Linked DNA regions of Mus musculus: regions 2, 3, 4, 5, 6 and 7 are each linked to region 1. Evidence: chromatin contacts called from public HiChIP or PLAC-seq, Micro-C and promoter capture Hi-C data. All regions are on one chromosome and are shown on one strand. The core of a region is the stretch at or near the end of the contact, and the rest is flanking DNA. Distances in the headings are between cores, read along the strand shown.

Region 1 (2,755 bases), core at 205-2,704:
TACCATCTTGCAATAAAGCAAAGATTCAAACAAAATACTGAAGACGCATTCCCAGCGGGCAGTACTTTCCTGAAGGCCTTCGGTACAGCCTCCTTCACACCACTCCTTTGGCAGAGCTGCTGTTTGGTAAATTGCACAACGTGCCCAAAAGCCTGGTGGTCAAGGGGTGTTGGACTTCTTGCTTTTCTTCTTGGTCATACTCTCATTCTCTCCGCAGTCCTCATGTTTACCAGAGACTGTGTGATGTATGTGAGGGAAGTGATGTGTGCATCTTCTCACTCATAAGTTTGAACTCCGTAGATATTAACGCATATAAGCCATATTTAAAAACAGGGCGCTGGGCAGTGGTGGCGCACGCCTTTGATCCCAGCACTTGGGAGGCACAGGCAGGTGGATTTCTGAGTTCGAGGCCAGCCTGGTCTACAAAGTGAGTTCCAGGACAGCCAGGGCTGTACAGAGAAACCCTGTCTCGAAAAGCAAGCAAACAAACAAACAAACAAAAAACCACACACACAAAAACAATAATAAAAATCTAAGTGTATTGCCCACTTGTGTATGGGTGCCCTAGGAGGCCAAAGAGGGAACTAGTAACAAAGCACTGAGCCCGCTCCCTCAACGTGGGGAATAGAGGGGAGGAGGCGCTAGAGAGAGGGAGGGGAGGGAGAAGAGAGGAGAAAAAAGGAGAGGGAGAAAAGCAAACCAGCTAGCCAAGGTTTTTTTGTAGCTGGGGAGTCCCATGATGAGGACTGAAAGTTGGAGGGGGACTGGAGCAAGAGGGGGACGATGGGCCGGGGTGAGTGGGCAGTGTCTGTCTTAGGGTGCAGGCAGGTCTGTGGGAAGAAACTTGGCTAGCAAATCCAAGGACCTAGATTGGATCCCCAGAAAACAACAAAGAGACAAACACCACCTCTTCAAGGCTGGAAAAGGGGTTCAGGCACCTTGCATGTGAGCAACAGAGACAAGGACAGCAGGGCCCGGGTCTCACGGGGAGGGAATTGCGTGCCTAGGTGACGCGGATGTGCAGCAAAGGCAGAGAGTTGCACGCACGGCACGCCGAAAGCTCTGCCCCTCCCCCAAACCCCACAAAGAATCTCTAAGTTCCTCTCTCTGGCCAGAGATCTGATAAGAAGCCCAGGCGCAACTCCGAACAGCGGATTCCGGAGCAGCCTCTAGCTGGCTCCGAGGCTCCCGAGCCCGGTCATGGTAGTTTAACCCGAGCGCTCGCCGAGAGGAGGAGGGATGGCGGGCTCGGCCGGGCGGGAAAGGGCGGGAAAGCGCAGCGCTAAAGAAAGAAAGAGGGGGAGGGGAGGAGCCCGCGCCTGGAGCCAATGAACGGCAGCGAGGCCGCGGTGCGCGCGTCAGGCCGGCGGCGCGCGCACGCCCAGAGATCTCGCGGGAAAAAGCCGTTGTCCCCCTCCGCCGGTGCTGCGGGGCGGGAGGTGGGAGGGGGCCTGGAGGCGGGAGCCAAGTCTCGCGAGAAGAGGCAGTTGCCGTAGCGGAGCCCTCTGGGTCTGTGCGAGTGTGGTGTGAGTGGATGTGAGCCGCCGCCGGAGCTGCGGACGGTTTGCCCGAGCCCGTTAGCGCCGCCGGCCCAGAGTCCCGCCGCCACCATGTCCCGATACCTGCGCCCCCCTAACACGTCTCTGTTCGTCAGGAACGTGGCGGACGACACCAGGTGAGCGCACCGGAGCAGCTACTGCGCGGGGGAGGGAGGCCGCGGGCGCCCGGCGAGCGGCGGCCGTGGCGCGGGGGAGGGGCGGGGCGAAGATGGCGGGGCCCGCGCCGGCTCTAGGCCGCGCCGCCGGCCTGCAGGAGCAAGGGCGGACACCGGGCCGAGCGCTGGCGAGCGAGCAGGCGTGAGGGCCGCGTGGCGGGCATTCGGGGGCCCCGTCCTCCCCCGCGTGCTCGGCGGCTGGGCCGAGCCGGCGGGCCGGACGTGTGTGTCCCTCATGGATCCGACGTCCACGTTCCATGAGGTGCACGCCCCCCTCGGCCTGAAAGGGATTTTTGTTGTTGAAAACGGGAAAAGGGTTGCCAGGCGGGGCGGCCCAGGCCAGCACTCGGGGAAGCCGAGGCGGGAGGATCGGCGCGAGTCGGAGGTCAGCTCGGGCTACGAAGTCAGAAGATGGAAAAGATGCGAGTGGGATAACGGGATAGCGGAGGGGAGGGTTTGCAGCTCCATCTCCCCCATCTGTGTGGATGGTGATGAGTGGATTCGAGATTGCTGTGGGGGAGAGGAGTCGTGGAGATTGGGGCGAGTGTAACAATTTTTCGGTTAAATGGAGTGATCCACGTGTTTTCGCGGAAATCTCTTTGAAAACGAGGTGCTGGAGAGACCGCTCCCGTTAGGGACCTTCGTGATTAACTTGGGTGAACGGAGGCGGTACTTTTAATAAAAGTCCGCCTTGTCTCCGGGCGTAGCCCCAGCACTCAGAAGACGGGTCTGGGAGTTCGAGTCTCGCCTGGTAAAGGGCTTTGTTTTCACAGCTTGTCCTTTGCTTTGAATTGCCTTCGGAATTTTTCAGAAGAGATTTTTATCACAGGATTACTCTTCGTGTTCGTACAAAATAAACTCCGAAGAAAAACTGAGGTTTTGGGTTTTTCTTGTTTTGTGGAGTTTTGTATCCTCTTTGTCATTACGCATAAAACAAAAGTGGTTAATTAACGACTTAAAAATTTTTCCATTTTGTCGTTTTAATACTTAAGTATGAAGTATGTAGATACTGTGATGGTTTTATTTCAGATTTTTAATGGC
Region 2 (2,700 bases), core at 96-2,595, 320 kb after region 1:
CTGTCGATTCTCATGGACCAAGCTCTGTGCCGAAGGCTTTGCATATACTGTGCCATGAGATTTCTCTGTGACTCCGACATAAGGAATGAGAGAGAGAGAGAAAAAAAAAAAAGACCCAGAGAATGGAGAAGAAATCTTGTCAAACAGCTTTCACAAAAGGGTTAGGGGACTGGATGTGAATTAAGAATGTCGAAGAGAAAGCCTGGGCTACCTGGTTTGTGATGATCTGATCAGGTCTTAACACGGGGACTCAGCCCACCCCCCCTCCTGTTGTGGTAAAATAATTGTTTAGGCCGGTCAATGGTGGCGCACGCCTTTAACCCCAGTGCTTGGAAGGCAGAGGCAGGTGGATTTCTGAGTTTGAGGCCAGCCTGGTCTACAAAGTGAGTTCCAGGACAGCCAGGGCTACACCGAGAAACCCTGTCTCACAAAAACAAAAACAAAAACAAAAACAAACAAACAAAAATTTGTGTAGAAGAAACCTGGAGGTGTTTGATTCAGGAAGGAAGAGTGCTGGGTCCTGTTGGGGAAAATGACCTGACAAACTCTGGACCCTCACCCACGCTGTGCCTGTCAAGGGCGGGGCAGAGTTTGGGAGAGTGGAAAGGAGCTCTTTACTAGAACAAAGACTCCCGACCTGGACTGTCCTACATTTGACTGCCAATTCTCAGATCAGCGAATCTGTGAATGACCCGAGGCACAATATCCCGCCCCTCCGACTCCCTGGTCTTACCCATCCCACTTCTCCGGATTGATGGGATAAATTAAACAACATAACATATATAATGGTCTAATCTTAGTGTACTGTACGGGCGTACAGTAGGCGCTCAATAGAGGTTAGTTTTTTTCCTGAAGAAAAACATAAAAGGGAGGCGCCACCCTTCCCTGCCCCTCTGCCAATTAAAGCCTGGAGGAACAGGTTCCTGGGTTTCATTTGAAGAGAAAGAGGACATATTGGTTATATTAATTAATATATTAATAAATGATTTAACCTAACTAAGCAACAAAGCGAAAACAAAAGGTTTTGTGGCCAGGGAAATGCACTTGAGGGTCAAGACTCAGGTCCCGACTCTGACTCTCTTTCAATGTTTGGCCCCACCCCCAAGGAAAAGAGGTCCGCTCCTCAGCGCTCTTCGCTGTACTGTTGGTCCTTATGCTGGGTGTTCCAGATGCACCTCCTGCCTCAGTTTCGCCTACTGTTACAAGAGGACGCTGAAGTCAGCAGATGTCGCGGCCCCTTTAAGCCACTAAGCTCCTGTCGTAATCGCTGTTTCTTAGACTAAGCCTTTCCGGGGGTGGGTGGGTGGGAGGAGCCTATATATATTGTAGCAGCCAATCGAGGCGCGGCATTTTCCGCGGGAGATCCGAATTTGGCGGCATATAGTTTGGCGCTAAAAAAAAAAAAAAAGAAAAAAAAAAGAAAAAGAAAGAAAAAAGAAGAAAGAAAAGAAAAAGGAGTCCAAGCAAGGGACGGGAACTAGAGGGGTGAACGCAGAGCTCAGCAGGGCGCACAGGACACCCTTCGCGGGTCAGAGCACACGAGTGTCCGCGGGGTCCGTGGGCATTCCGGGACGCTTTCACGCACGGGCGCGACTCCGGACGCCCAGATATTCGGGGCACGAGCCGGACCGGGCCAACTCCTGGCAGTGCCACCTGTGCCACGCGATCTCCGAGTGGCGATCTCCGAGCTCGGCAGCGCTGGGCGGCGGGCCAGGAGGGGAGGGTCCGGCCTTGCCCGGCGGGCGTCCATTGGCGGCTGCTCCCGGCGTCCGCGGTGCAGCCGGCTGCAAAGCCCGCAGGTGCCCCGCGCGCGCGCGCCAGACCCGAGTGGGTAGGGGGCGCCGCACTCGCCATGCTGCGCGCGCCGCGGACCCTGGCTCCGGCCACGGCGCAACCTACAAAGAGCTTGCCGGCGCTGAACCCCACCGAGCTGTGGCCTTCGGGTCTGAGCAGCCCCCAGCTCTGCCCGGCCACCACCGCCACCACCTACTACACTTCGCTTTACACGCAGACGGTGCCTTCCTCTGTGGCGCTGGGCACCTGCCTCGACGCCACTCCCCACGGACCCGAGGGCCAAATTGTGCGATGTGCACCCGCAGGCCGGCTGCCGGTAATGCTGGGGGACCCCCTGTACTTCCCGTATACGTGTCTGGGTGGGGAAAAAGGAGAGAGGGTGCTTGGGACGCCCTACGGCTTGATTACAGCTGGTTGAGGTGGGGAAGCGGGACTGGCAGTAGAGAGAACCCTTTCATTTTCCGACTCCGTGAAGTAATCTCGCCTGCTGTCGCGGACTGCAATGAGCACTGGTCAGGGGAGCCTGGAGACCTAGCCCAGTGCCCCTAGCGCCTGCGTGACCTTGAGGAAGCTTCCAAGGCATCGACGATGCTTAAGTTCATTCATTCTTTCATTGTTTACGCCAGAACCAACACCTGCTTTTTCAGGCCAGGGGCTTGGCCTGTGGGATTTCCTGGTGACTTTAAATCCGCATAGGTCTCCCAGGTCTCTGGTCCAGCCTGGTATCTGGACCAGAGTTGTCTAGCCAGCTCCTTCTCAAGTGTTGTCCTCAGGTCCTCCCCACAGCCTGCTCATCGTCCGAAATAGCCAGTAGCAATGCAAATGTAGTCCGTCTCTTGGGTTTCCTGTTCAGATGGACTGTGACCTCGCGAGTGAGAGATGTGTTGTCAGGGAAGGCCTGGTGTG
Region 3 (2,700 bases), core at 94-2,593, 350 kb after region 1:
ACACAAACACACACCCACACCCACACACCCACACACATTCATGCACACAGCAAATTTCTAAAACTGAAAATTTTAAAAAGGGGCTGGACAGATAGATGGCTTAGTGGCTAAAGAATGTTTGTTCTTGCAGATGACCCTGGTTCAATTCCCAACACCTACATGGTGGCTCACCATCATCTGTAACTCTAGTTCCAGGGGATCTGATGCTCTTTTCTGGCCTCCAAGAGCGCCCAATATTCATTCATAAAACCCCAGCAGAATAAAGATGATTATGAATGGGGTATGTGGAGTGAGGGATGGGGGGAGCAGCAGGTGACTAGTTTTAAACAGGGTGGTCAGGATAAGCCTTGTAGTAAAGTTTGAAATGTTTGAGCTAAACCTTGAAAAACAAAACCCCAAATCAAATAAACAAAAACCGAGGGAGGCAGACAGGGAGAAGCAAATTTGGAAGACTCAGCATTGGAGTCTGAAGGAACTGTTAGGGTCACTTAGCATCTGGTCTGGGGAAAGGGGACCAGACGCCAGGGGCCAGGTTGGGCGATGAAGGTGTCAAGAGGAAGCCTCTGAAAGAGCCCTGTGAGATGGACGAAGAAAATAAGGCTTTCAAGAAGAAGCAGAAAGAGTCCAAGGCAATGGGAAGGGCCCCTGGCTCACGGCTGGAATTAAGAAACCAGGCAAAACCAAACCACAACAAAAATACCTGCAAAACAACAACAACAACAACAACAACAAAATCCCGAGCTATTCTGTGTACCTGAGATAATAGTGAACCTCTCCCATTCTTACTTAAACTTATTCGGAGTTATGACATGATTCCTTTTAAAAACCAGAGGGGCAATTGATTCAATGGCACGTAGCTGGCTGATGGCGAAGATCTTATATGGCCTCGGTGGCACAGGCCTTGCCTTTAATCTCAGCACCGGTGAGGTAGAGGAAGACGACTGCTCTGAAGAACCTAGAGTTAAGGAGAAGAGAACAAGTGAACCAGGAGCCAGCCAGAACCAGGAGCCAGGCTCTGTGTCTGTGTGTGTGTGTGTGGTAGGCTTTGGAGGCGGGGCTAGGGAGGGAAGAGGATCGGGGACGGGGGCTGGGAGTCAAGAGCGGAGCCCCAGGAGAACTCTCCCCATCTGTAGGTCTTGGAGGCAGGGCAGAGTGGGGCCAACGCGAGGTTGGGGCGTGACCAGGGAGTTAGGGGCGCGGCTTGGATGTGGCCGGAGAGTGAGGGGGATGGGGGCGTGGTCAGGGAGTTACCAGCGAGTCGGGGCGTGGCCAGGGAGGTAGACAAGTGGTCTGGGGGCGTGGCCGGAGAGAGAAAGGCTGGCGGGCGGGGGCGTGGCGGAGTTAGTTAGGGGCGGGGCGGAGCAGGGAGTGAAGAGGCCTCGACTAGGACGCTGCGGGTGGTGAGACAGGCCCTGCGCAGAGCAGCTATACCAGCACTGTTAAGTGCAGCGTCCCCCGCGTTCCAGGCAGCTCCGGTGTTTTCGCCTCGTTCCCACCATGCCCGAGCAGCTCAGTGTCGCGGAGTTCCTGGCCGTCACCGCAGAGGACCTCAGTTCCCCAGCCGGAGCAGCTGCCTTCGCCGCCAAGATGCCCCGGTGCCGCGGGGCGGCGCTGGCACGGGAGGAGGTGAGGGGCCGAGGCGGGAGGGGACCTCAGGTCAACTTGGGGCCTGGCTTTGACCTTTGCAGGAATGCTTGGAGCTAGGATGGCTCTTCGCTGCGCTCCAGAAACCCGCCCCTCTTAGATCTGTGGGAACCGAGCTCATCTCAAACATCTGTGTCCCCAAGGTGGAGCCTGGGAAGAGAGGACCAGATGGGATCTCGGGGTCACCTCGATACAGACTCCACATGTTGGGGCACATCTCCCATATACTTTGGGCGACTTGCCCATTATATGTGTATTTGCTCAGCGGCTTACAGTTCTGTGTTTTCGTTTTAGAACCCCACAAATATGCAGCCCCTCAGGTCACTCCCTTTCTGAGAAGCAGGCTCAGTCCTGAACTTACCTCTCCCAGGCTGCAAGAGAGAGAGAGGAGGCCCCCTCCTCCTGGCTGCTGGTTCTGAGACTTGGCTTGCCTTGTGGAATGATTGTGAATGGGAAGGCGCCAGGAGCCGGGGTTCACCTTGGCTGCTGCGGGCCAAGTTTATAGGCTCCTCTCCCCTCCCCTCTCCTCTTTGTGTTTTCAGGCAAAGTGTCCCAGGCTCTTTCTTTCGCCCTTGTAGGCTGCCCCACCCCATTCCCAAGCTCACTGGAGTTCATTCCTCTTCTCTGGATTCGCTGCAGGTTTTCATCCCCTAGGAATACACTGGAGCAGAGAGCCTGTAGTCTGGGGCCAGACGGGGATAATATGAACCCAGCTCTCTTCTAGAGAATGCCCTGGGTTGAGGTGGCATTTTGGACTTCAGTGGTCAGTCTGGCCTTCTCTATAAGTTGTACCTACTGTGTGGCAGATACAAAGCTACCCAGAAATACCCTGAGCTGAGGTCTTAGGAAATCTCCCTTCCTCTTCTCCCCTGACTGGCTGGCTCTCTGTCTGGACTTTTTCCTCTTTGGTAAGGAAGGCAGACAATTATACAAAGACTGTCGGATTTCAAATGATGCATAGGTTCAGAGCCACCACGCCTCAGGACCCTTCAGCATCTTTAGGGATTTTATCCATCATCCTCTCCTCCAGGTTGTCCATTACAGTGTTGGATCAGA
Region 4 (2,700 bases), core at 10-2,509, 390 kb after region 1:
ACACTCCGCTATAGCCAAGGACTTTTCAGCTCCTCCCCCGGCCACCTCCTCACCTCCCCACCCCCTGCTGACATGTCAGTGATCCCCAAGCTTTGTTCTCTGAGTGCTCCAGGAGAGCCGTCTGGCTCAGGACGCTAGAAATACCTGGAACACAGTAGGAGCTCAGTAAATAGAATAACCGCTTGCGGCCTGACCGACTACACAGACCTCCCCCTCCCCCAAACTTCCATTCTGCCTTTTGAGGCAATAAATTTCACTTCTTGGGACGGGGATGAGGCCCCAGCTGGGCCTTACACTTGCCCTCTCTCCCTCCTCTCCCCACCCCAGCTGTGAGGAATACAGTCCTCTTTAATGGTTATTCTGCCCAGCCTGCCGCCCCTGAGATTTTTCTTGCTAGTTGACTGGATACCGTTTGTCGAATGAAAAAAAAAAAAAAACAAAAAACAAAAAACCTTGACCGTCATCACACTGCAGCAGTTGGGAGACAGGTGTCCACAACAGGCTCCAGACTTGTTTCTCTGAGGTTATCTCAGAAAGTTCCTTCACACACTGTGAGCCCTCTTCTGCCCCGCTTCAAATCAGAGACCCTCGCAGAAAGGTCATTTTCTGTCAGGAGGGGAACTAGGTCTTCAGCGAATTCTTGGAATTACCGCTCGCGAGCCGAGAGTGGGAGGCAGAGTTATTCCCTCCACCCCAAATTACTCTTCCAAGCCCACCCCCTGTGTACCGGAATCACCCAAAACTTAGTCTTTCGGAGCGTGGTCCCGATACCCCTTTGAGAGGTTGTTAGAAAAAATAAAGACTGGCCGGCAAAGGGCTCTGAGTATACCTCGCGAGTACGTGTACGGCACAGGCCTTGGGCGCACCAAGGAGCCTACCTAAGTTAGGGCAGAGCTGACGTCAAAATCTGCACCAAGATGCGATGAATTCACCAACTTTCCCAGCTTGGGCATAGCTCCCTCTGGGAGCGCAGTGATGCTGAGACCCGGCAGCTCTGTACTTCCCACTGCTATGCTGACACTCATCACCCCCGAACCCTCATGCTCGAATCTCCCTGGAGCCTGGGGCACCCCTAGGAGAGTTGGAAGAGAAGAGCCCCTTCTTCCAGATTGGTCCTCCCCTCCCACTTACACACCCCCTGAGGCACGACCCGCCAGGCTCAGGCAATCTTTGCCCGGGCAGTCCTTGAAGTCTATATTTAGTGCCCGCCACCCCTCCCCCCAGCGATGGGAGGGGCGCGCCCCGCCCCCTCCCGGCTCGAGTGTCCGGTGTGTTTGCGGCCCTTGCGGCTCGCGCCTTGGCGCCCGCTGCTGCCCTGCGCCCCTAACCCCGCCGTGCGTTGTGGACCAACATGGGCCTGGAAGAGGAGCTGTTGAGGATCGCCAAAAAGCTGGAGAAGATGGTGTCCCGGAAGAAGACGGTGAGGCTGCAGAGTTTGCAACGCAGCCCCCGGGCCACGGAGGCAAGACTCCCCCAGCTATGGGCTTGGTGGGCGTGCCGGCCCTGTGCCCGAAGGGAGCGCGCGGGTCAGGGGACACGGGACTGGGGAGGAGTTGCCCGGCAGGGGGTCCCCCGGCTACTTGCTGGCCACTTTAGGATGGGCATGTGCATGGCCAGGTCTGGAGGGGATCGTACAGAGTCCCCTAAGGCGCGCGACTGTTGCAAGTCACTGTGGACGGGTTGGGTGCGCTCCTGGGCAGCTTGCGCGGAGCAGAGAAAGAGCAAGGAGAGACACAAACCCAGGGGAGGACATTTAGGAGTCTGGGGGTTCGGGATGTGCGCTAGGCCCGGGGAGCTGCAGGCGCAGCGAGAACTGGAGGGGCACGTTTTGGGTGACTTCAAAAAGGATCGGAGAACTTCGGGCTGAGAAGGGGGCGCCGAGCCTCGTTTGCACACCCCAGGAGACCCGAGCGAAGGGCGGTGACTGAAGTGCCAGGAGTTCTGTTTGCAACTTTTTCCTTGGCCGCGGGATGGGGCCCTGGCGGGCGGAGGTGAACAGGTGCGGGGCGGGGGAAGGAAAAGATGGGGCCTGGGCTGGCCCAGAGGGGGAGGTGCACGAAGGAGAACTGTGGCGGGAGGTGGGGGTCCGCAGCCCTGGTCGCCCGAGGGTCCCTGAGCCCTCAGTCCGGGTAGCACCGAGCTGGATCCAAATGGAAAGTTAATGTTTGATCTACCTAGCGATCTTTGCCTCAGGCTGGAAGCTGGCGACTGTGCCAATTCTAGAGGGGCGTGGACTGAAAGGGAGAAGACCAGGGACCCTGTGAATGAGGCCCTCCATGCTGACTTGCCGCGGGGTCCTTTTCTTCTACATAGTTTCTAGCAACGAGTTGCACCAGGACCTGCATTGCCAGGACATTCCAGGAAAATTGGAAAACTCTGGGGCCCAAAGAGAGGTTTCAGACCCGGGATGAGTGACAGGCTGGAGCAGCCAAGGAGTGTTAGGCTTCCTGAAATTGTTACCTGGTAACAATGAGAGAGATGGTGGTGTTGGTAAAATGGTGAGAGGCTGAGGCTGCGGTTTCTTTGTCTGTAAGAGGATGGATTGCCTGGGGGAAGAACATGGGGGCGGGGAGGCAGTAGGGAGAGTTGAGAGTGAGTGAGATAGGACTGGAGGTGACGTTAAAAGATGCCTCCACCCGTCACCTGCCGAGCTTCGGCGGCACTTTCCTTTGGCTCCCAGCCCCGACTGCGAGACTGCGC
Region 5 (2,700 bases), core at 163-2,662, 430 kb after region 1:
TTCTTTTTCCATCACTTCCCTCTCCAAGGCTACAGCAAGCTGGGAGCTCTTCCCCACACAGAATCCCTGTTTTGCTTAGCCCTCGCCTTCCATTGTCTAATTCCTTCATCCCCGCTAGGGAAAGGAAAGGCTACAAGTCCTTCCATTTGGAGGATTCTGAGTGAATGCAGCATAGCCAACGCTGATGTTTCTTGGCCAGCTGTTGTGGCCTCGGAGATCTGTTTATGAGATTGTTGTTTCCCGGAGCTATAGAACAGTCTCTGCAGTCTTGAAGCTTTGTGCTCATCCTACAACCAAACCCTGCCCTTTGCCTGTTAATCCATGGATTCGGATTTCTATTCATGGCCCTGAGATCTCTGGAATCTGCTGGTGATATCTAGAACCTTTCTGAACGTCAGGCCTCTTTAGATCTCTGAGGAGCCAGCGACCACAGACCAGGAGGTAAGCCTGTCCGTTCTGTCCTAATCTGGTTTTGTGATTTCTTTGAAACAGAGACTACTAGCATCCTTAGGACTCCAGGTTGTCGCAGGCCTAAGGTTTTCATGATGTTGGGAGGTCTCCAAGATTCCTTTCAGCAGAGACACCCTCAAGAGTACCAAGTCCCTGAGTCTCCCACTCCAGGGCCAGCTATTTCCCTACACACCCTACCCCACCCCCCCGCTTCTGATTTCAATGTTTTGGCGACTTAGATGGGTGCACTTGAGCTCCGTCTCTATAAAAGAGCTCGAGACGCTCCCTACAGGGTTAACGTTGGAACACCCTGGGCCGGGCCGCGGACAGCACTCCAGCACCGGACAGGGGACGCGAGGCCTCGTGGGATATGTAGTCTGGGGTGGGTTGTGACTGCCGGAAGGCCTACTGGGAGTTGTAGTTCTCAGTATCCAGAAAGCGAGAGCTTCAGGCGGTGTTGGGAGTCCGTGGGCGGGGCCCAAAGTTCCATCCCGGCCAGGGAGTCTCCCAAGGGAGGGAAAAGAAGCCTTTTCCCGCTCTGGCCTGGGCTGTCAAATGAGGGGTGATCTCAGCTGAGGTCAGCCCGAGCTTCCACACTCAATCTAACCTCGCGGATAATATATGACTCAAAGATGGTCGTAGGGCCATGAGAAAAAAAAAAAAACACAGACGCTTCCTTTGCTGAGTCGTGCTGTGGTTTCCGAGAAAAAAGTATGTGTGGGGGTATTCTCACTGGTCTTGAAGGTCGCGGTCCTGTCTCTTCCCTTTTGTTCTTTTCCCTCCCCTGCTCTTGGCTGCTAAGTGGCCTTTGTACGCCAGAGTGAAACTCCAAGTCCCGTCAGGCCGCGAGGTGCGCGCACGCGTGATGGAGCTACCCGGCCACGCCGCAGGAGGAGGGCTGATGGTTTGGCTTCTGATTGGTCAGATATTTTACGATTTCTTTTCGCTGATTGGCTGGGATTGCTGCCGGAAAGGTCCCAGCCCGGAGATGGCAGAGCAGAGGCGTTCTATGGGCTGGGTTGAAAGCCTCCTCCCTTGAATTGCATCGGCCTGACCCCCCAGCCTAGGGGGCACCCAGCCAGTGCCTGCCCTCTCCTACCCTAACGTTGCACGTACTCGATATTAACCGAGACACGGAGAGTGGGTGACTCTTCGGGAGTCAGAGAGGAGAGTGACCAGTCCTGGGCCTTCCCCTCATACCCTGCGACCAGAACTCCAGCCCTAGGGAGTAGTGGGCAGGGCCTCTTGCCGCGCCTCACGTCCTGCTTTTCGCCTCCTTCAACGTTGTCTGCTAGCTGGTTTTCCTGCTCTCTCTCTCCCAGGAGACGAACGCTTGAGCCCGAGATGGCAGCCACCCTGCTCATGTCTGGGACTCAGGTAAGCCCCGAGGGCTCTGCTTACCCATCTTGCCCGGTGTTTCCCCGTCTGCAAACCCCTATAGGAAATTCCCTGGGATAAGCTCATTTTGCTATTCTGCTTAGTATACGGGCTTCGAGTTGGCTAATATAACCATATACAAGCATATATAGAACACCCACTGTAAGACTAAATACTGAGGAGAATAAAACCAAACAAGATGGGTGGTACCCTTCTTGCCAACAATCTGTAGGGAGAACGGTGTGTCCGGTTAACCTGGATGCGATATGGTAAGTATTCTGTTGGCCTGAGCAAGGACGTATTGTGGTGTGGGAAATAGTAAGTCGAGGAGTGGTTAATTCTAGATGTGGTGTCCAAGGATGGAGCGAAGAGTGATAAAGGGTGGGGAGAAACAGAACAGCAGTTGGCTCTAGAACTGGGCCATAAAGACGAGAATTTCACTGGTCTAAGAAAAGGAGAGCCTTGTATGTAAGGGTCCAAAGTGGGCAGGGACGGCCTGAGCGGGAAGCTAGTAGATTGCCCCTGTCTTTTGACCACATGTCTTTTTTTCTTCTTTCTTTATTATTTTTTTTTTCCTTCGGACTCTACAGATGAGACTTAATGCCACTGCCTTCTCGACATTTCTAACCATGTCTCTAATTTCAAGAAGAAAAGCTGGTTCTAAACTCCTAGATACCAAGTAGTGAGGAAGCGTTGTGTGATTTCAGGCCCCTGTGACATTTGAAGATATGGCCATGTACCTCACTCGGGAAGAATGGAGACCTCTGGATCCTACACAGAGAGATCTTTACAGGGATGTGATGCAGGAGAATTACGGAAATGTTGTCTCACTGGGTGAGTGAGGACTTTTATCTTGTCTTACCTCTTAGGGGT
Region 6 (2,700 bases), core at 155-2,654, 360 kb before region 1:
TGTTACACTGCCTGCCAGTCCCAAGCTGGCGAAGCCTCTGCGCAGGCGAGTGGTTGTCGGGAGGGGATGGGCGGGACATCCTGAAATAATTGGCTGCGTCGCCAAGCTCGCTTGAAGCGTAGGGGCGACCTGACACTCACCTGGAGGAGTCCCCTCTAGCGGCCAAAGGAAGAAGTCCGGGCTGCTTTGGTCCCCAAGTTATGGCTGCTCACCTCCACCTGCCGGACAAGTAGGCTGGGCTTAAGCAGCCCGCCTGGTGTCCCCCCGCAGTCTGCGCTAACTGCCACCGACCGTCCCGGGCGGCGCCCCTGCTGCTTCCATCAGGTAGCTCCAGTATCGAAACCCAGCAGAGCCCTGACACGTCTCGGGGACCGTGCGTACCCCTTCTTTCCTGCGCCTGCGTCCCACCTGTTGGCTGTATTGCGTCCTTAATTTCCCGGTACGCCTGCAGCTCAGCAGCCCCGGTAGGCTGTCAATCATCCTAGTAGTCCCGTCCCCCCCCCCGCACCCCTCCCCCGCCCGCTGCTGTTTCCCAGGGGTTCGGCTGTGAGCATGAACCTGCGCGTGGAGCTTCCAGCGCGCTCATTTTTCAGCACGCGCCGTTCAGTCCAGAGCCGCACAGCAACCTCTGGGGGAGATGTTGAGATCACACAGGTTTTACGAGGAAATGACATTGGGGAGACCTCAGCGATGGAAACGCGGTAGAACTGGGAGGGAGAGTTTAAGAGAGGATGGAGCTGCCATATTGTATTATGGGAGATGCCCAAAGACCAACTGGGTCGGTGCGAGATTTTTTTTTTTTTTCTTGAGGCGTGGGTGGCAGGAGATGTGATCTGAGGAACAAGCGGGAGACAGTTTCTAACAGGGGACTATCCCATAATTTTAAAGAAGACGCTGGTGGGTTTAAGCCGGGCTGTGGCTAGGCACTGTGGCTGCGGTGAAACGGGTAAGGGGCTCTTGGAATACTGCACGGTTGCCCTTGGGGAATTATGTCATCGACCTTTCTGCTCTCACACTCAGGGTGTGGATGGATGGGTAGGAACACTTGGGTTTATTCCTTCGATGAGTCACAAAAACAACAAACCAAACAAACCCAACAACCAAACAAAACCGAAACAATCAAACAAACAAACAAACAAGAAAAGGGAACTGAACCCCAGAAACAAAAACCCTAATAGTTAGTTCCCTGCCTAACAGGTTCTCCTTAGCATTGTCAATCCGAACCCCAAAATTCTGGTAGCTTTTTTTGTTGGTTTTTGAAACGTCTCCAACGATTGGTCAACAGCTTTTCACATTAAAGACACAGAGGACACCCCTGGCTAGTTAGCCAGTTGCCTGCCGCCGGACTCTGGAATGTTAGGCCAGTGGTTGCCATAGCGACCGGGCGGGAGGGATAGATTGACTAGTTAGGAACCAGTTCCTGTTAAGGGACCGGTCCTTGAGGTCTTGAGGAGGATTCCGCGCACTCCATGGGACACCCACGGAGACCTCCATACTCCGGGTGCGTGCGGAATCTCTGTGGCCAGTTGGGTGGTGCCTCGGATGCCAGAAGGTGCCACTTGGGGTACGAGTGGGTCAGCTTAAGCCCTCAGTGTACCAACGTGAAAAGAGCTCCCCCTTGGGCCCGGTGAATGGTTGGACATCTGATGCCCCTACTTCAGTCTTTGAGGGGGTCTCAGAACTGGGCGGTGGGTGAACCTCCAAGAGCCAGCTCTAACAGAACCCTTTTGGTACTCCCGCGTCTTCCTCAGCAAGTCTTTATTCTGGACTCCATTTTGGCCAAATGAAAGGGTGAGACTGGCTTCTCGAAGCCACTAACCAGTTGGTACAGTTCCATGTAGGCCTTGAACACACTCTCTCACCAAGCAAAATAGCTAATGGGTCAATCTCCTGGGGCTTTGAAAGGTCTTTTGAATCTCCTGTGCCTTCCACTATCCTTTAGTAGGGATGTTTCAAGTTGGAGGAAATCAGGCTAGACCGTGACCATCCGTCATGACCCATCAAGTGCAGGAGGCTCACCTGGCAAGCAGCATCCTGGGCAGAGCTAGGTTATATCTGTTCTCTACCAACTGTACCAGCATTCCATGGAAGACTGGAAAGCAAGATAGATACTTGTTTCCTTCTGGTGGTAGAATAATGTACTCTTTGACAGTTTTATACTTTCTTAAAATTTTCCAAAAATTTGATAATTTGCGTGAGAAGCATAATTTTAAAAATCTCTTGCAACTTTTAAAAAATAGATTATTTTAATTTTATGTACATTGGTGTTTTGACTGCATGTGTGTCTGTGTGAAGGTTGTCAGATTGCCCCTGGAACAGGAGTTATAGTTGTGAGCTGCCATGTTCATGAGAATTGAACTCTTAACCTCTCTCTGAGTCATCTCTCCAGCCCCGAATTTTTTTTCTTTAAAGACAAAGTCTCACTATGTAGTCCTGGCTAGCTTGGAAAGCTCTATTTAAACCAGGCTGGCCTTAGGCTCACAGAGATCCATCCACCTTTTCATGTTGGCATTAAAGGAGAAAACATCACTCCAAAATTTTTTGTTGTCATTTAAAAAAATTAATTTTCACTTTATGAATATGGATATTTTTCTCTGTCTGTCTGTTTCTGTAGCACACACAGGCCTGGTGCCTGTGGTGGCCAGGAAAGGGAGATTATCAGGTCTGTTTACACTGGAGCTATATAATGGCTTGGGGCCT
Region 7 (2,788 bases), core at 1-2,500, 420 kb before region 1:
CACTCAGGTATTAGTCAAAGGACAACTTGCAAAAGCTGATTCTCTCCTCCTGCCATGTTGATCCCCGGGATCCGGGAACTCCAACTGTCAGGCTTTGCAGTAAGTGTGTCTGTCTGTACCAGCTGAGCCATCTCATAGGACTACATATTGATATATTGGACTAGAGGTAATGGCATTGTGTTAAGATAGGTTTTATTTTGTTTTGTTGGGCAGGACCGTATTATGTAGTCCAGACTAGTCTCCCACTTGCTAATATTATAAACGTGTGCCACACCCAGTTCTTAAAATAACATTTTAAAGTAATCACTAATCATAGCTACAGATGGTCAATTACTTCTCTGGCCAACTAGTAGATGAGAGACTTCTACGAAAAGTTCAAGTAAATGTATTGTCCTAGATAGCCTTCAATATTGGGACGCGAATATATATATATTTGGTTTTAAACCCTACAATAAAACATCACTCTACATAATCCTAGTTTGAATCTGAAACATGGACGTGAGCCGCTAGAATCTTAATCCCCAGAGGAGATGATGAGATTTCGCACGGAAGCTGGAACCCCACAACCTGGAAACAGACAGCTATTGAAGGGTTCAAGAGGAAGCGGACAAGTTTCCAGATGCCAGGGAAGCAGAGAAGCACGAGGATTCCTGCATCCTGGGGGAGGGGAGGAGAGAGGGGAGTGGGGCTTCCACCTGCTGCCAGGAGGGTTTTACTAGCCACACCTTCCCTGCCCTCCGGGAGGGGGGGGCCAGGTTGGGCCTGACATCTTTCAAAAAGTCGAACTGCGGGTGGAGAAATTGCTGGTGGAGGAGAAAGGACCTGGGGGCGAGGGTTGTTTTGCAGGACGTTACCCCGAAGCTGCTGGGGGAGATCCTGGGCATCAGGCGGTTGGTCCTTAGCAACGTCTAGGGGGTTCCTGGAGGATCTGGGCAGCTGCTGCTCTAGCTGAGGCTGCTTTAACTTTCAGGGATCCTGGGGATCCATCACCCAGAGCTGCTGCAAACCTGTTCCGAGCGGCCGCGACCCGGCCCCGCCCTGCGAAGGGGAGACTCACCTGTGCGCTCGAGGGGAGAGGCCCGAGGGGGGATGCCCACGAGCGCGGCCTGGGGCGGACAGACCCTCACCACCCGGAGCCACCACGCCCTCAACGCGGGCCGCAGCGGCCGCCTCAGCCGGCGACACGGGCGGTGACCTAGGGCTGAGCGAGGTTGCCAGCGTCGCGCGCGCTCCCGGGCCCGCGCGCCTCGCGCCCTCCCTGGGTTCCTCGCGCCCAGGGGGCGCGCTGCGCCGGCGCACAGACAGGAGGGCGGGGCTGACAGCTGGGTGGGCGGGAGTCGCCGAGTGGTGGGCGGGGCTCTGGGGGCGGGGGTGGGTTCTGCGCGCGCGCATTCGCCTGCTCCTCTTGGCTGGCTGGCACTGGCTTTGAGGGACTTGGGCCGGCACTCTTTTTTTTTTTTTTTCCCACCCCCCCTGGGCCGGCACTCTTAAGGCAGAGGCTTTCCTTGACCTCCAGAACGGGACTTTTGATGTCCCCTTGGTATCCGCCGCCCCCAAGAAACATTTTCTCTCTCTTTTTGCTGACCTCACGTGACAGTGACAGGAACAGCTAGCCGGGATACTAGGAACCTTCTCGGGGCGGGTTCCTGTGAGCTTAACCCGGGGTAGCCTTCTAGGAACCTGGCAGCCGGATGTGCCCGACCTCGCCCCGCAGCTCCCGTCGCCCAGTAGAGGCGATGGCGACGTGGCTGTGCTATGGGTGTCACCAGGTGTGTGACTGCGCGCGCCCCATCCCTCCCTCCATTGCACCCAGCACAGATGTACAATATTAATGATATTTGCGTTTGCCTTTCCACACAGTCTTGCTTATCTCCCTTGGAGATAATGGAACATTAATTATGTCTAGGTCAGGGTTTAGGCTAGTAGTAGCGCCGAGGCTGGCTGGCATTTTAATTTTAATTGCTGTTGCTGAGACCAGCCTGTCAGGGAGCTGTGCCCTCTTCCAGCTCACAAACTGGATGAACGGTACAGAGCTGGAGAACTCTCAGCTCCCGCTAGAAGGATTCTGCTCTGCTATCCAGGCCGTATGGCTCAGTTCTGAGGGTCCTTGCTCCCAACCCCGGACGCACGTGATGGAAGGAGAGAACTCCTGCAAGTGTTCTCTGACTTCCACACGGCTGCCCTTCTGAATAATAAACAAATAATAAATAGAAAATCAGCTTTTGTCATTTACGCAAGACCCTTCATAGGACAAATGAAACAAGGGGGTCAAAACTAAGGACACAGTGTTGTCACTCGGTGAGAGTCATGGGCACAAAATGCAGGGCATAGCATCCTCGTCAGAGTGACTCCCATAGTGTCCCCCACAGGATCACAGTGTTGTATCCCTTTTGCTTTAGGAAGTTTCTGCAGCTTTCCACCCTGAGGCTCCTGATTAAACTTGACTTAACACGTCAAGTTCTTCACTTTTTCATCAAAGAATTATGGAGAGTGACTTCTATACTCACATCAAGAAGCATAGAAATGTTTCCCCTTGGGCTGGTGAGATGGCTAGATGGTTAAGAGCACTGACTGCTCTTCCAAAGATCCTGAGTTCAAATCTCAGCAACCACACGGTGGCTCACAACCATCTGTAATGAGATCTGACTCCCTCTTCTGGAGTGTCTGAAGACAGCTACAGTGTACTTACATATAATAATAAATAAATAAATCTTAAAAAAAAAGAAAGAAAGATTCTCTGAACTCAGTTTCTGAGGTGACTCAGTTGGCTAAATACTGGGTTCAGTGA

Evidence for each region. A called contact is a pair of places that touch in the nucleus more often than the background predicts. HiChIP or PLAC-seq counts read pairs in DNA pulled down with a chosen protein or histone mark. Capture Hi-C pulls out chosen DNA fragments and counts their contacts.
Region 2: a contact with region 1 is called in an H3K4me3 HiChIP or PLAC-seq map of the SCID.adh cell line, with 11 read pairs. The contact joins the promoter of E2f2 here to the promoter of Srsf10 in region 1. A contact is called at or near these places in 4 of 39 promoter capture datasets (cranial neural crest, erythroid cells, fetal liver and 1 more), 1 of 15 datasets of contacts at CTCF or cohesin (large pre-B cells), 12 of 115 datasets of contacts at active chromatin or transcription factors (the 230-238 cell line, the SCID.adh cell line, bone marrow-derived macrophages and 9 more) and 2 of 9 other capture datasets (liver and pancreatic islet).
Region 3: a Micro-C map of embryonic stem cells shows a contact between it and region 1, with 4 times the contacts expected there. The contact joins the promoter of Asap3 here to the promoter of Srsf10 in region 1. A contact is called at or near these places in 2 of 39 promoter capture datasets (liver and pre-B cells), 1 of 484 Hi-C or Micro-C datasets (embryonic stem cells) and 2 of 115 datasets of contacts at active chromatin or transcription factors (bone marrow-derived macrophages and pro-B cells).
Region 4: a promoter capture Hi-C map of adipose tissue shows a contact between it and region 1. The contact joins the promoter of Tcea3 here to the promoter of Srsf10 in region 1. A contact is called at or near these places in 1 of 115 datasets of contacts at active chromatin or transcription factors (bone marrow-derived macrophages) and 1 of 9 other capture datasets (adipose tissue).
Region 5: a promoter capture Hi-C map of pancreatic islet shows a contact between it and region 1. The contact joins the promoter of Zfp46 here to the promoter of Srsf10 in region 1. A contact is called at or near these places in 2 of 9 other capture datasets (liver and pancreatic islet).
Region 6: a contact with region 1 is called in a promoter capture Hi-C map of pancreatic islet. The contact joins the promoter of Stpg1 here to the promoter of Srsf10 in region 1. A contact is called at or near these places in 7 of 39 promoter capture datasets (the C10 cell line, the HPC-7 cell line, embryonic stem cells and 4 more), 1 of 15 datasets of contacts at CTCF or cohesin (the NIH/3T3 cell line), 1 of 484 Hi-C or Micro-C datasets (embryonic stem cells), 10 of 115 datasets of contacts at active chromatin or transcription factors (the NIH/3T3 cell line, bone marrow-derived macrophages, embryonic stem cells and 7 more) and 2 of 9 other capture datasets (adipose tissue and pancreatic islet).
Region 7: an H3K27ac HiChIP or PLAC-seq map of microglia shows a contact between it and region 1, with 4 times the contacts expected there. The contact joins the promoter of Rcan3 here to the promoter of Srsf10 in region 1. A contact is called at or near these places in 3 of 39 promoter capture datasets (the HPC-7 cell line, cranial neural crest and erythroid cells), 1 of 484 Hi-C or Micro-C datasets (CD4 T cells) and 8 of 115 datasets of contacts at active chromatin or transcription factors (the 230-238 cell line, bone marrow-derived macrophages, embryonic stem cells and 4 more).

What each region holds. Positions count from the first base shown.
Region 1 is chr4:135,854,617-135,857,371 of GRCm38.p6, forward strand. Srsf10 (serine and arginine-rich splicing factor 10) reads left to right here and starts at 1,455. Exons shown (of 6, transcript NM_001080387.2): 1 at 1,455-1,675. The coding sequence starts at 1,611.
Region 2 is chr4:136,170,929-136,173,628 of GRCm38.p6, forward strand. It overlaps E2f2 (E2F transcription factor 2), which reads left to right and starts at 1,346. Exons shown (of 7, transcript NM_177733.7): 1 at 1,346-2,110. The coding sequence starts at 1,853.
Region 3 is chr4:136,205,022-136,207,721 of GRCm38.p6, forward strand. Asap3 (ArfGAP with SH3 domain, ankyrin repeat and PH domain 3) reads left to right here and starts at 1,344. Exons shown (of 25, transcript NM_001008232.2): 1 at 1,344-1,626. The coding sequence starts at 1,498.
Region 4 is chr4:136,246,698-136,249,397 of GRCm38.p6, forward strand. It overlaps Tcea3 (transcription elongation factor A (SII), 3), which reads left to right and starts at 1,260. Exons shown (of 11, transcript NM_011542.2): 1 at 1,260-1,420. The coding sequence starts at 1,352.
Region 5 is chr4:136,284,655-136,287,354 of GRCm38.p6, forward strand. Zfp46 (zinc finger protein 46) reads left to right here and starts at 1,413. Exons shown (of 3, transcript NM_009557.4): 1 at 1,413-1,827; 2 at 2,418-2,661. The coding sequence starts at 2,556.
Region 6 is chr4:135,494,583-135,497,282 of GRCm38.p6, forward strand. It overlaps Stpg1 (sperm tail PG rich repeat containing 1), which reads left to right and starts at 1,405. Exons shown (of 9, transcript NM_030189.3): 1 at 1,405-1,564. It also overlaps a transcript of Nipal3 not described here.
Region 7 is chr4:135,432,555-135,435,342 of GRCm38.p6, forward strand. Rcan3 (regulator of calcineurin 3) reads right to left here and starts at 1,251. Exons shown (of 5, transcript NM_022980.4): 1 at 1,058-1,251.